Regions from separate parts of the Macaca mulatta genome. Here region 2 is linked to region 1. Evidence: chromatin contacts called from public Hi-C data. All regions are on one chromosome and are shown on one strand. The core of a region is the stretch at or near the end of the contact, and the rest is flanking DNA. Distances in the headings are between cores, read along the strand shown.

The links. A called contact is a pair of places that touch in the nucleus more often than the background predicts.
Region 2: a Hi-C map of liver shows a contact between it and region 1, with 2.3 times the contacts expected there. The contact joins the promoter of VPS33A here to the promoter of DIABLO in region 1. A contact is called at or near these places in 2 of 14 Hi-C or Micro-C datasets (cortical neurons and liver).

Annotation. Positions count from the first base shown.
Region 1 is chr11:129,601,572-129,608,292 of T2T-MMU8v2.0, reverse strand. DIABLO (diablo IAP-binding mitochondrial protein) reads left to right here and starts at 3,800. Exons shown (of 5, transcript XM_077955711.1): 1 at 3,800-3,887; 2 at 5,138-5,241. The coding sequence starts at 5,218. LOC144333182 reads left to right here and starts at 3,197. Exons shown (of 1, transcript XM_077955730.1): 1 at 3,197-3,332. The coding sequence starts at 3,197. The coding sequence ends at 3,331.
Region 2 is chr11:129,642,828-129,649,548 of T2T-MMU8v2.0, reverse strand. VPS33A (VPS33A core subunit of CORVET and HOPS complexes) reads left to right here and starts at 3,959. Exons shown (of 13, transcript NM_001257848.1): 1 at 3,959-4,081; 2 at 6,087-6,152. The coding sequence starts at 3,980. It overlaps CLIP1 (CAP-Gly domain containing linker protein 1), which reads left to right. Exons shown (of 26, transcript XM_077955576.1): 26 at 1-1,486. The coding sequence ends at 46.

The DNA of each region.
Region 1 (6,721 bases), core at 2,551-5,050:
TTTGAGTAAGTTCATTTAATACTTGAAGCAGTCTTTGTCTCAAAAGAGTGTGCCCTTACTGAGAAAGGATATGTGAACGGTACATTTATTGTTGGAGAGAGTGGATTGTTTACATCATGTCTGGACTTTTGTCTCGTTGGGTAGACAGTTCTACACCAGCAGCCCCCTTAATAAAGAAGTCTACATAGACACTGTTTTGTGTCTTGCTATACAGTGTTGAATTCTAACCAACAGAGAATTAAGTATTTTGTTAATTGTGGAACAAAAGAGTAATGGTTGAAAGAGGGATGATTTAAAACAGCACATTTAATTCTCAGAGAAAACTGGGACAGTCTCACTGTGAGTTCTGTTCCATTCAGATCTGCCCTCACTGGAAATGGATTATGATTAAGCATGACGTGCTGGTCTGTCTTGTTCTCAGTTGTACATTAAAGACCAGCCTGTCACCAGGAGGAAGTGTTTGAATTGAGCAGAGTTTAATTCAAGAAGAAATTATTTTTTTGTGATGAGGTCTTAACTCTGTTGCCCAGGCTGGAGTGCAGTGGCACAATCATAGCTAACCGCAGCCTTGAACTACTGGGCTCAAGCAGTCCTCCTGCCTCGGTCTCACGAGTAGCTGGGACTATAGGAAAGTACCACCACACCCAGCTAATTTTTTTTTCTTCCTTTTAGAGACAGGGTCTATGTTGCTCAAACTCCTGGCCTTAAGATAAATAATTATTTTTTTCTTTTTTATTACAGTTAGTATCTTTTTAATTTTCTGTAGAAACGGGTCTCACTGTGTTGGCCAGGGTGGTCTCGAACTCCTAGCTTCCAGCGGCCCTCCTGCCTCAGCCCCCCAAAGTGTTGGGATTATGGATGTGAGCCACCACACCAGCTGAAATACTCTTTTTAAAATATCAAAATGAACTGGATGTCTAAAGCAGACAGTAAGAGGGACTATGATAAAGATGGTGAGGCAAAAAATGCAGACATCACATAGATGATCTTTAGACTGAATTTATTGTAGAGTCTGATCTATTCAGTCATGTGGTTTAATGATGACATCCTATAGAAAATAAAGGATACCTTTTTTGTCAGACAACAGAAGAAAAAGGCAGTTATTTAAAATTTCTGGTTCTTTCATTTCTAAATGGATTAGTGTGAATTTCAAGCCACATAGTGTTTCTTAGCTTAAGTTACTCCGTTGCTGTAAAACACCCAAAATCGGGTGGTAACAAGGAGCTGCAAAGGCTAGAACACTTAACTGCCTGGAGACATCCATTTGAAGGATGTGAGAGTTAAAAGGGAACAGAATCAGGCCTATTTTTAATAGCCTGTCTGTTTCATCCATTATTTTGGTGTGGAGGAGGGTATAAATCTCAGCTATACTCCGTTTCCACTAGGTAGGACACGGAAGATGACCAGTTCTCTGGGGGAGTAATTACTACTCACTGGCTTCCTGAGCAGCTTGATAATGTTCTGCTCCTGTTTTCAGCCTCACTGTGGCCAAGGCAATAATTTGATAATAAGAGATCCTGATTAAATTAAGGAGCCATTTGCTTCTGGATGATGATGTTGATAAAAGGGTTGATGTCCACACTGCCTGCTCTTTCAAAGGTCAGAAAACAGTCTTGAACTAAAAACTACTGCAACAAGCAAAATAATCAGAAGCAGCATAGTTTATGCTTTCGTTTCCTTTGTTGTTGCACCTGGGAAAGTGTCTGTTCTTTGCAGAAATCCTTACTGGCTCCTTTTGCCTCACATTCTGTGGAGGTGAAATTGGAAGTGTCACATTGGGAAGGTACCTGTATAATGAGTCTGTAAGCTGCGAAACTCTTTGTAAACCGGAATCAAGCACTCAGGAGATCTCGGTCACTTAAGCCTGGTTCTCACACACGTGCATGTTTGCACTTGCATTTTTTTTAAGACAACAACAGCTTTTGCTTTAGTAGTTGGGTGGTCGCAAGTGAACACTGTCCAGTGGTTCTTCTGGTGCCCAGACGAGGAGATGGGACTGCTCTCAATGTGTTTGTTAGAAACGAAACTATTGGCACTATAACCCCATAACCCCCTACAACATTCAGAAAAAAACCAGAAGGGGCTTGAAATACCCACTAGTGTACCGCCTGCTCAGCCCATCTGGGTCTGTGAAACCACATCTGAGCCCTGTGGGCTGTGGTGGCGACACAGGCGGAGGGCGTGCAGGGTTGCCAGCGCCCCGTCTGGGCTGGGAACGCCTGTGCGCAGCTCGCTAAGAGCTCGGGGACCACGCGGAGGTTGTAATTGGTCTCTAGACCACACCTAGTTGAGTGCCGCTGCTTGAAAATCTCAGTTCTACCGAGATCGCGCAATACACACAAGCTACCTTTGGGCACCAGAGCAGACGGAACCGCGGAGCTTCAGGGTGGAAGAGTCGTGGAAACTTTGCCAAGTAAGTGAGGTGGGGAGAGAAGGAAGCCAGTGCCCGACACTGCCGGGAGTGGCTGGGCAAAGCAGCTTTGGAGGTGCTGTAGGGTTCCTACTGTCTGATGAGCTGGTGTGGGGTTCTTACTGTCTGATGCCGTCTCTTGTGGAAGTTAGCAGGGCTGGGGCAGATGTACAGAGCATTGTGGGGGAGGTGAGCCCAGGATCGGACTGATGCCCACCCACCACCTGGCACCCTGCAGTTCCAGCTGGCCAGAAGGCAAGCATGCCGGACCACAAAGCAAAGATCCTCCATCTCTGCTGCTGGCAAGCCTTGGGGCCAGGGGACTCACAGAAGGGCAGGTTTGGGCCTGTGCCTTCCTCCTGCCCAAATGGGTCTCCTCTTCCCCTTCCAGCCAGGGCCGCAGCTGGGGCTGCAGCTTGAGTGACGGGAAAAGAAAGCTATACTCCACCAGCCCATTAGCGGCACTCACAGCATTAAAAATGCAGGAGGTGGTGGTGGGAGGAGCGAGCCGGGAGGAAGACTCATGCAGCTGCGGGGCGCGGGGAAGAGCCGGGCCTCTGACTCCTCAGCCCGGATCAGAGCCAAAGAACGAGGGCAGTTTGGGTTGAGAAGGATTCTCCAGTGTAACCGAGAAGCGAGCGTCCAGGAGGCTGTTGGGGAGGTCGGCACTGTGGGCTTCCTAGCCTTCGTTTGCTGTTTCGAGGGCCTCGTGTGTTCCCGTCCGCCCCTCTGGGACGGCGCCAGCCCGGCAGGGTGCCGACCGTCCCGGGTCTCCCGCGCAGCGCGATGCCGGCCTCGTCCACCGTCCACGTGCTGCAGCTGCTGCGGGAGCTGCTCGCCTTCGTGCTCCTCAGCTACACGGTGCTCATCGGGGCGCTGCTGCTGGCCGGCTGGACCACCTACTTCCTGGTGCTGAAGTGACAGCGCCGCCGCCGCACCTCCCGCCCGGCCCCGCCTCCCGCCCGGCCCCGCCTCCCGCCCGGCCCCGCCTCCCGCCCGGCCCCGCCTCCCGCCCGGCCCCGCCTCCCGCCCGGCCCCGCCTCCCGCCCGGCCCCGCCTCCCGCCCGGCCCCGCCTCCCGCCCGGCCCCGCCTCCCCAACTCACCAGGGAATTCCCTTCAAGCCCTGGCAGGAGTTGAGTCCCCGCCCACCCGTAGCGTCACGGTGTCCGACTCAGCTCCGCGCCCTCAGGCCCTGCGTATGCCCCGCCCCACGCGGAAGTTTCGGCGGTTGGTTGCCTTGCGCGGCCGTTACAGCCGTTGCCCTAAGCCTCGCCCCCTTTCCCCCTGTCTGCCCAATCCCGACTGCTTCCTTGGGTGGGGGCGTGGCCATGGGGTGAGGCGCTCTCTGGTGGAGGCCGTGCCCGGCCCCGCGCTCACGAAGCTGCGTCACTTCCGGCGTGTGCGTCCGGCGTCCGTCCGCTGCACGATGGCGGCTCTGAAGAGTTGGCTGTCGCGGAGTGTAACCTCACTCTTCAGGTACCGCTGCCGCCGCGTAGAGGGGACAGGACCAGAGGGAGGGACCGACGCGGACAGCGCTGTGGCCCGGCCCGCGGCGCCCGCTTTTCTTACGCGCACGTCCCTCGTCGGCCCAGCTGGGTAGCGGCGTCTCGCCCCGCTCGGGAGGACTGACGACAGTCCCGCCTCCGCCCTTTGGGTCAAGCCGGCTTCGTTTTCAGTTCGTCCATTTTCTAGAAACGAATCCCCTAGACCCCAGGCTGCCTTCTTGGGGCGACTCCGCCTCCCGACCAGCTCGCGTCAGCCCCTCGAAGTCCCTGAGAAGACGTGGAGAGGAGGAGGGACGCGGCATGGGGGAGCCTGGGAAGGGAGGGAAGCGTCTGAGGACGTCTTCCCGAAGGCACAAGGGGCCCGGGGAGCAGGCGCGGGGGACCTCGGCGCGGGGCTCCCTTCCTAGCCCTGCAGGCTTTTGGGCGATTGTAGCGGGACCGTCACACACACCTGACACCCAGGCCAGGGGTCCAGAGCTAAATCCTGCCTGCAGGAGCGGTTATTATGGCATCCGTTTCTAAAATGTTTTAAGGCAACATTTTATTATTTTATTTTATTTCAATTTTATTTTAGACAGGATCTGGCTCTCTCGCCCAGGCTGGAGTGCAGTGGCGAGATCTCCCGGGTTCAAGCAATTCTCACCCTCAGCCTCTCGAGTAGCTGGGATTACAGGCGCCTGCCACCACGCCCGGCTAATTTTGTTTTGTTTTGTTTGAGACTGAGTCTCGCTCTATTGCCCAGGCTGGAGTGCAGTGGGGCGCTCTCGGCTCACTGCAGCGTCTGCTTCCCAGATTCAAGCGATTGTCCTGCCTCAGCTTCCCGAGTAGCTGGGATTACAGGACTGTGCCACCACTCCGGGCTAATTTTTGTGTTTTAAGTAGAGACGGGGTTTCACCATGTTGGCCAGGCTGGTTTCGAACTTCTGACGTCAAGTGATCCACCCGCCTCGGCCTCCCAGAGTGTTGGGATTACAGGCGTGAGCCACCGCGCCCGGCCTTCTTTTTTTTTTCTTATTAAATAGACACCAGGTCATGTTGCCAGCCATGTTGCCCAGGCTGGTCGTGAACTTCAGGGCTCAAGTGATCCTCCCGCCTTGCCCTTGGCCTTCCAAGTGCTAGAATCACAGGCGTGAGCCACCACACCCTACCTGAGGCAACATTTTAAACTTGCTGTATGTTGAAAATTTCAAAACCCCTCAGCTGTCCTGCATCCTCATTTAGGTTCCTGCTTGGCTCGAGTTTGAGTTTACAGCCCCTGCAAGTAAATCCAAGAGCCTGTTACAGATTGGCGGTCGTGCCTTATGAAATCTGACTTCTACTTCCAGGTACAGACAGTGTTTGTGTGTTCCTGTTGTGGCTAACTTTAAGAAGCGGTGTTTCTCAGAATTGATAAGACCATGGCACAAAACTGTGACGGTTGGCTTTGGAGTAACCCTGTGTGCGGTTCCTATTGCACAGGTACTGTCGTGTGCAGTGATTCTTATCTAGTGTACCATGTCGTCTTGAAGTCTCAAGTGGGCAATGAAGCATTAGACAAGCTACCGTAGTTTTACCCAGTGCTCCCATCCCTTCCCCCACAGTACCAGCATCTTTTCACAGTTGAGCAGATGTATTAATATTCTCATTTTGATTGTCTCATTTGGTAGGAACAGCACATCAGATTGTATAAAGCGAGTAGAGAGAAATAAGAGAATTACAGTCTATCAACAAAGTGGTCTTTGATTCACAGAAATTTATTGAGCAACTTTTATGTGCAAGACACTGAGAATGTAAGCATGAACAAAAAATTCTTGCTCTCACAAAATGCTTTGTGGAGATGAAAGAGAAAATAAACAAATATAAAATATCAGCTAGTGATAAATAGTAGGAAGAAAACAGGGCCAGGCACAGTGGCTGATGCCCAGGGCTTTGGGAGGCCGATGTGGGAGGATGGCTTGAACTCAGGAGTTTGAGACCAGCCTGGGCAAAATAGGGAGACTCTGTCTCTACAAAAAAGAAAAAAATTAGCCAGGTGTGGCGGCTCACACCTGTAGTCGCAACTACTCAGGAGGCTGAGGCAGGAAGATCGCTTGAGCCCAGGAGTTTGAGGCTGCAGTGAGCTATGATCTCACCACTGCTCCCAGCCTGGGCAACATGGCAAGACCTTTTCTCAAAAACAAAACAAATGAGGTAAGTAAATAGGCAATTCTGGGAGGGGGTCGTTTTGTTTTAGATAAAGGTGGTCAGGCTACTCTGATAAGGTGCAGTAGAGATCTGAATGTTCTGAAAGAGCCATTATACTGTCTGGTGCGGGGAGGAGCTTGCCAGGCAGAAGGAACTCAGGACAAAGACCTAGAAGCAGAACTATGCCTGGTATGTCTGAGGAGCAGGGAGGCTAATGTGGCTGGAGTGCAATCAGGGAGACAGTAATAGATGAAGCCAGAGAGTTAACTGATAATCAGATTGTGTACTTTGTATTTTGTGGGCCATTGTTGTAAGGTTTTGGGCTTTCTGAAAAAGAAGCCGCAGAGGAATTTTTTTTTTTAAGACAGAGTCTCGCTCTGTTGCCAGGCTGGAGTGCAATGGCACAATCTTGGCTCACTGCAACCTCCGCCTCCCAGGTTCAAGCGATTCTCATGCCTCAGCCTCCCGGGTAGCTGGGATTACAGGGGTGTGCCACCAGACCCGGCTAATTTTTGTATTTTTAGTAGAGACGGGGTTTCACCATGTTGGCCAGGCTGGTCACCAACACCTGACCGTAGACGATCCACACGCCTCAGCCTCCCAAGGTGCTGGAATTACAGGCCTGAGCCACCGCACCTGGCC
Region 2 (6,721 bases), core at 2,710-5,209, 41 kb before region 1:
GTTTGGACACTGGGCCACCAACTGCAATGACGACGAGACCTTCTGATGAAGCCTCAAGTGGAGGACACGGCTCTCTCAGATGCACTCGCACTGACACAGCGTAACACCAGCATTGTGTGTGCAGACTCCAAGAGAACTCATGGTATTTTTTACCCCATCAGCAAATCTAGGAAAATATTTTGATCTTCAACAAATTGCCCTTTAGTCTCCCCTTATGAGTTAGAAGAATAAATATTTAGTAGGTGAGTTTTCACCTCGAATTTTGTTTTCTTGATTTTCAAGTTTGAAGACATTGCACCAGATGCCATTACATTTATTGTCCCTAGATCTCATAGAAAAATCCCTACCCTTATAATACCTTATTTAAGTAACTTTAAATTATGCCGTTACTTTTCATATTTGCACTAAAATATTTCCAGGCTGCATTTGTATATTTAGATTTTTTGGTTAAGCTTTGACACTGGAATGAGTTGAAAAAATGTGCCATTTTGCATTTTCATCTACTCATTTAAAGTATTTTATTCTTATTCAAAGAAATATCTGAGCTCTTTGCACTACCTGTTATCAGTAGTGCCTTTGTTTCAGGCTTGATAATACTTAGGTGTGATTATAAAATCATGAAGCAGGTAAAGGGAGGGGAAAGCCCCCAAACTGCTGTGGGGACATTTGATAATCTATATGCTGCACCCACTTAATCTACTGTGGTGTTTTGTTTATTAGTTTTCCATAATTTCAGCTTCTATATATTATATGTATATATTTTTTAAAAATCTATATTTTGGGAAAAAAAACATACACAATGTGTCTTTCTTTTTGGATATTTACCTTTTTGAAAAAGAAAACACTTAAAATGATCATTAGGACATAACGGACTAGGCCAGACATAGCATCATGCGGCTTTGCAACATTTTCATTTGTTTGTTTTCCTTTTATTTCTTAAACAGATTTAAATAACTGGAGGAATTTTCTCCAATTTTGTTTCCTTCTCTAGCAGGTATCCCCAGCAGTCAGTTAACAATAAGCCAGTATAAAACGCCTAAATTAACCAGTCTACAATCTTCCTTTACAAGTTTTTTTTACTGTTTTTAGATGAATGTACGATGAGAAATTCAACATTAATAATTTTGGATTTTCTTATCACAAAAAAGAAAATGAAGGACCTCAAAGCACCAGAACAGTTTATCGACCAGTTTGAATCTATTTATCTTCATTTGAATGTCTTCTAGAATATGTAAAAAGGAATAAAATGTATCTTCCATGCCACATGTACAATAAGAACTTCTATAATTGTATATATGCCTTTGATGTATTTTCCCCTCAAGATGATCAACTGTGTGTTTGACAGTGAATATTAAATCTGTTACCAGTTGAAATTTTTGGTTATAAATGTAATACAAATTGTTTCACAAACAGAAAACATGTAAAGCAGTATTAAAATTTGGCCAAACAAGTGTTCTGTATCTACTTTAATAAATGGTTATTCGTTTTTGTTTTGTGGGTTTGGTTTTGTTTGAGACAGGGTCTCACTCTGTTGCCCAGGCTGTGGATTGCTGCAGCCTCCAATTCCTGGGCTCAACCAATCCTCTCGCCTCAACCACTGAAGTAGCTAGGACTACAGGCAAGTGCCACCACACCTTGCCAATTTTTTTTTTTTTTCCCCGAGACGGAGTCTTGCTCTGTCGCCCAGGCTGGACTGCAGTGGCTCAATCTCAGCTCACTGCAAGCTCCGCCTCCCGGGTTGACGCCATTTTCCTGCCTCAGCCTCCCCAGTAGCTGGGACTATAGGCATCTGCCACCACGCCCAGTTAGTTTTTTGTATTTTTAGTGGAGACGGGGTTTCACCATGTTAGCCAGGATGGTCTCGATCTCCTGACCGTGATCCGCCCACCTTGGCCTCCCAAAGTGCTGGGATTACAACGCCTGGCTAATTTTTTAATTTTTTTGTAGAGAGTGAGTCTCCCTATGTTGCCCAGGCTGGTTTTGAACTCCTGGGTTCAAGCGATCCTCCCACCACAGCCTCCTACAGTGTTGGGAGTACAGGTGTGAGCTGTACTTGCCCAGCCAATAAAGGGCTATTCTTTTTTGCTAATGGTAGTAAACTGATATTCTCAGGTTTGTCATAATGGTTTTACTTCAAATGATCAAACCCTATACAGTCATATAGCAATTTCTACTGCAGTCTTGTTACTAAATGGTTTTTAAGAAATTGGTGGCTGGCTGGGCGCGGCGGCTCACGCCTGTAATCCCAGCACTTTGGGAGGCAGAGGTGGGCAGATCACGAGGTCAGGAGATCAAGACCATCCTGGCTAACACGGTGAAACCCCATCTCTACAATAAATATAAAAAATTAGCTGGGTGTGGTGGTGGGCGCCTGTAGTCCCAGCTACTTGGGAGGCTGAGGCAGGAGAATGGCGTGAACCCGGGAGGCGGAGATTGCAGTGAGCCAAGATTGCACCACTGCACTGAAGCCTGGGCGACAGCGAGACTCCATCTCACCAAAAAAAAAGAAGAAAAAATTGGGGGCTGGGCGTGGTGGCTCACACCTGTAATCTCAGCACTTTGGGAGGCCAAGGTGGGCGAATCATGAGGTCAGGAGATTGAGACCATCCTGGCTAACACGGTCAAACCCCGTCTCTACTAAAAATACACAAAAAATTAGCCAGGCGTGGTGGCACATGCCTGTAGTCCCAGCTACTCGGGAGGCTGAGGCAGGAGAATTGCTTGAACTCAGGAGGCAGAGGTTGCAGTGAGCCGAGATGGTGCCACTGCACTCCAGCCGGGGTGACAGAGCAAGACTCCGTCTCAAAAAAAGGTAAGCTATGCACTCAAAGAAGGAAATTTTCATCTTTGACCAGATCCCAAAAAGCCCATTTCCACCCCCAAAGTATTGAAACGCATATATTCTACTAATATTAATAATTTATTGAGCAATTAAGTTCCAGGCACCCAGCTAAGCCTCTCACGTGGACTACACGATGAAATTCATGTCCTCTTTGGTCCTCACTACAACTCAGAGGTAACATGATTTTACTGAGGTACAGTAATTTTACTGAGGCAAGTGGTGGGACCTGGATTCCAGAAGCAATACTGTTTTGTGTGAAATGCCACATCTCTGTAAAAGTCTGTTAGGAAGGGATTACCCCCCCTCCCCCCCCAAAAAAAAGTCCACTCAAGATTCCCTCGACTCCTCACCATACTCATACATTTTAGCTCACAAATCAAAACAGCCTTGATTAGTGCAAAGCTAAGAACCTTCTGACTGCTATAATTTAAAATATTTGAGCAGTGGGTGGCGTGCTTCCAGCTACTCCGGCGCTGAGGTGGGAGGATCACTTGAGCCCGGGAGGTAGAGGCTGCAGTGAGCTATGATCACGTCACTGCACTCCAGCCTGGGCGACAGGGTGAGACCGTCTCAAAAAAAATGTGCTTTTTTTTCTATCCAAATTTGGCCTTAAGATATCATCTTACAGCAAGTACCTTTGCTGCAAATAAAAATTCGCGATTTTTAAAAGGGACAAGAGAGAGTCAATGTTTTGTTTGGTTGGTTGGTTGGTTGGTTTGCTGTTGTTGTTGTTGTTTGAGACGAAGTCGGCCCAGGCTGGTCTCGGACTCCCGGCCTCAAGCTATCACTCCTACCTCGGCCTCTTAAAGTGCTGGGATTACAGGCGTAAGCCACCGCGCCCGGTCTACTCCAGATCTTTAAAATCGCTTTTCAGCGCCGGACGACTCCTGGAGTGACCAGGTTCTGAAACGCGCCCTGGGTCTTGGCGAGAATCTGAACCACCACTGGGGTAGAAGAAAGAGGTGGACACTAGGGCCAGGCGAGGTAGAACCCCAACCCGGTAGCTTCCGTTTTCCGAGTTGGCATGCGCAGCCGCATCAGTCACGTGGACGCGTTGTCACGTGACTGCGTCAGTGGTCCTCCCGTTGGAACCGGCGGACGTGGTTGGCGTTGTGGGGCAGGGGGTGGTGGGGCAAGATGGCGGCACACCTGTCCTACGGGCGAGTGAACCTAAACGTGCTGCGCGAGGCGGTGCGCCGCGAGCTGCGCGAGTTCCTGGACAAGTGCGCAGGAAGCAAGGTGAGGGGCGGGAGGCAGCGACACCGCCCTCGCCTGCCTTGGTCCGGCCTGGCTTAATCCGTTCCCTGCCGCCTGAGTTCGCGGTTTACGAGGTCCCCGGGGCTTCCAAGGAGGCGAGCCTCGGGGCCCTTTTACCTGCACCCCTGTAGCGATGAAGGGGGGGCCCTGGGCGTACGGCCTGGACCCGGAGTGGCACCGCGACTGTTTTGTGAGAGCAGAGTAAGCCACTGTGATAGCCCAGCCGCTGATGAGCCGGTTTACGTCAGGTGTTTCCTCTGCTGCCTGCCGAGGCACCGGACGGGTGGGCGGTCCAACAATGTGGATGGTCCAGTGTCCATTCATTACGGGGATCATACGTGTCAGTACAAATCGTACCTTAGAAACTGTCTTGAAACACCAGCACCTTGCAACCTGCTGCTCACGCGTGTTAAGAGAGAAGTTGTAATCATTTGGGCTTTTAACCTGGCCTCCTAAGGTAGTATAACTTATCTAGTAGCACCGTTTTCACAAGGGAGTCAGGAACTAGATCAGAGAATTTATAGGATTTCTTGTGAATGGTGTCACTTCTCCTTCATCCCCTTAGGGTTTATACGTCACCCTAAGTTACAGTACAACTGTGAAAAGTCGAACTGGGGAGCCTCAGTCTTGGAGAGAACAGAACCCGAAGAGGTAGAGTGGGTGCTAGCAGCCTTTGAGAGAAAAAAACAGGCTACATCATAGGGGTCCAGTTTCAATTCAGCAAAGGATGCTGAAATCTGAATAACATCATGGATTTTATCAATGTCAATTTCCTGGTTGTAATATGTTACCCCTGGAGGAAACTGAGCAAAGTGTACAGGGGCTCGCTCTGTATTATTTCTTTTAATTAAATGTTAATGTACGATTATTTAAATAAATATTTTAGTTTAAGAAAAAAATTTATACTGGAGTTAAGCAGTAGAAATACTCATAGGGGTCCAGAGCAGTGACTCGTGGTGTCAAAAAGTCCTAGGTTGGAGTCCTCACTCCCTTACACTCTGTATGGTCTGAGGTCTCTATATGGCCTTGGAAAGTTACTTAAACTTACTGAGCTTTTAAGAATTTTCTCTTCTGGCCAGGTGTGGTGGAAGAGGAAGTGCAATGTAATCCCAGCACTTTGGGAGGCCACAGCAGGCAGATCGCTTGAGCCCAGAGTTGGAGACCAGCCTAGGCAACATGGTGAAATCTCATCTCTACTAAAACACAAATTAGCCTGATGTGGTGGCACACACCTGTAGTCCCGGTTACTCCAGAGGCTGAGATAGGAAGATCATCTGTGCCCAGGAAATCGAGGCTGCAGTGAGCTGTGATTCCACCACTGCCCCATCTCCAAAGAAAAAAAAAAAAATCCTCTTTTGCCCAAATAAGATTTGTGATACCTATATCGTAGGTTTTAATTCTGTATAATTGACAATTTCCATATAGCTCAATTTGATAAATCCATGACACAGATATACAAGGATGTGAATGTGGTCAGAAGTAATTAAATTTTTTTTTATTCGGCCGCATGCATTGGCTCATGCTTGTCATCCCACCACTTTGGAAGGACAAGGTGGGTGGATCACCTTAGGTCAGGAGTTCGAGACCAGCCTGGGCAACATAGTGAAACCCCATCTCTACTAAAAGTACAAAAATTGGCCAGGCATGGTGGTGCATGCCTATAATCCCAGCTACTCAGGAGGCTGAGGCAGGAGAATCACTTGAACCCTGGAGGCGGAGGTTGCAGTGTGCCGAGATCACACCACTGTACTCTAGCCTGGGCAACACTCAAGACTGTCTCAAAAATGAAATAACAGCAAAAGCCCAAACATTTTTAAATTCTTTTTTCTGCTTTATTGTTATTTTAACCTTGTAACACTAAGAGAAAATTTTTTAACCCAGAATTTGAAGCAAATATTCCTCCTGTTTATGATAGGCAATTTTTTATTGATATTGTTAAAATTCCTGATATTAACTATAATAAGAGAATGTTTCTCCCCTCTTACAGGCAATAGTTTGGGATGAATACCTAACTGGACCCTTTGGCCTGATTGCACAGTATTCACTATTGAAGGTAAATGAGCTATTTGGGGTTTGTTAAGGGATTAATAATTCTGTACTTTAGCAGTTATGATAGGATTTTATATTTCTTCCTGAATCATTGGTTTGCAAGGCTGTTTGGTCTTTATAAACACTAATACTAGTGCCCGATTAACATTTTGTATCCATTGGCCAGTGATTCTGTACTGATTCTAGCATTATGTGACCATTACCTGGTGTCTTTGATAGTTCATCATGTAAGCATCATTTGAATGCTGATGCAGTAACAGTGGCTTTAAGGCCGGGCGCGGTGGCTCATGCCTGTAAACCCAGCACTTTGGGAGGCCGAGGCGGGTGGATTGCGAAGTCAGGACGTCAGGACCAGCGTGGCTGCTGTGGTGAAACTCTGTCTCTACTAGAAATACAAAAATTAGCTGGGCACGGAGGTGCGCACCTGTAATCCCAGATACTCGGAAAGCTGAGGCAGGAGAATCACTTGAACCCAGGAGGCGGAGGCTGCAGTGAGCCAAGATCGCGCCGTTGCGCTCTGGCCTGGGTGACAGGGCGAGACTCTGTCTCAGAAAAAAAAAAAAAAAAACCAGT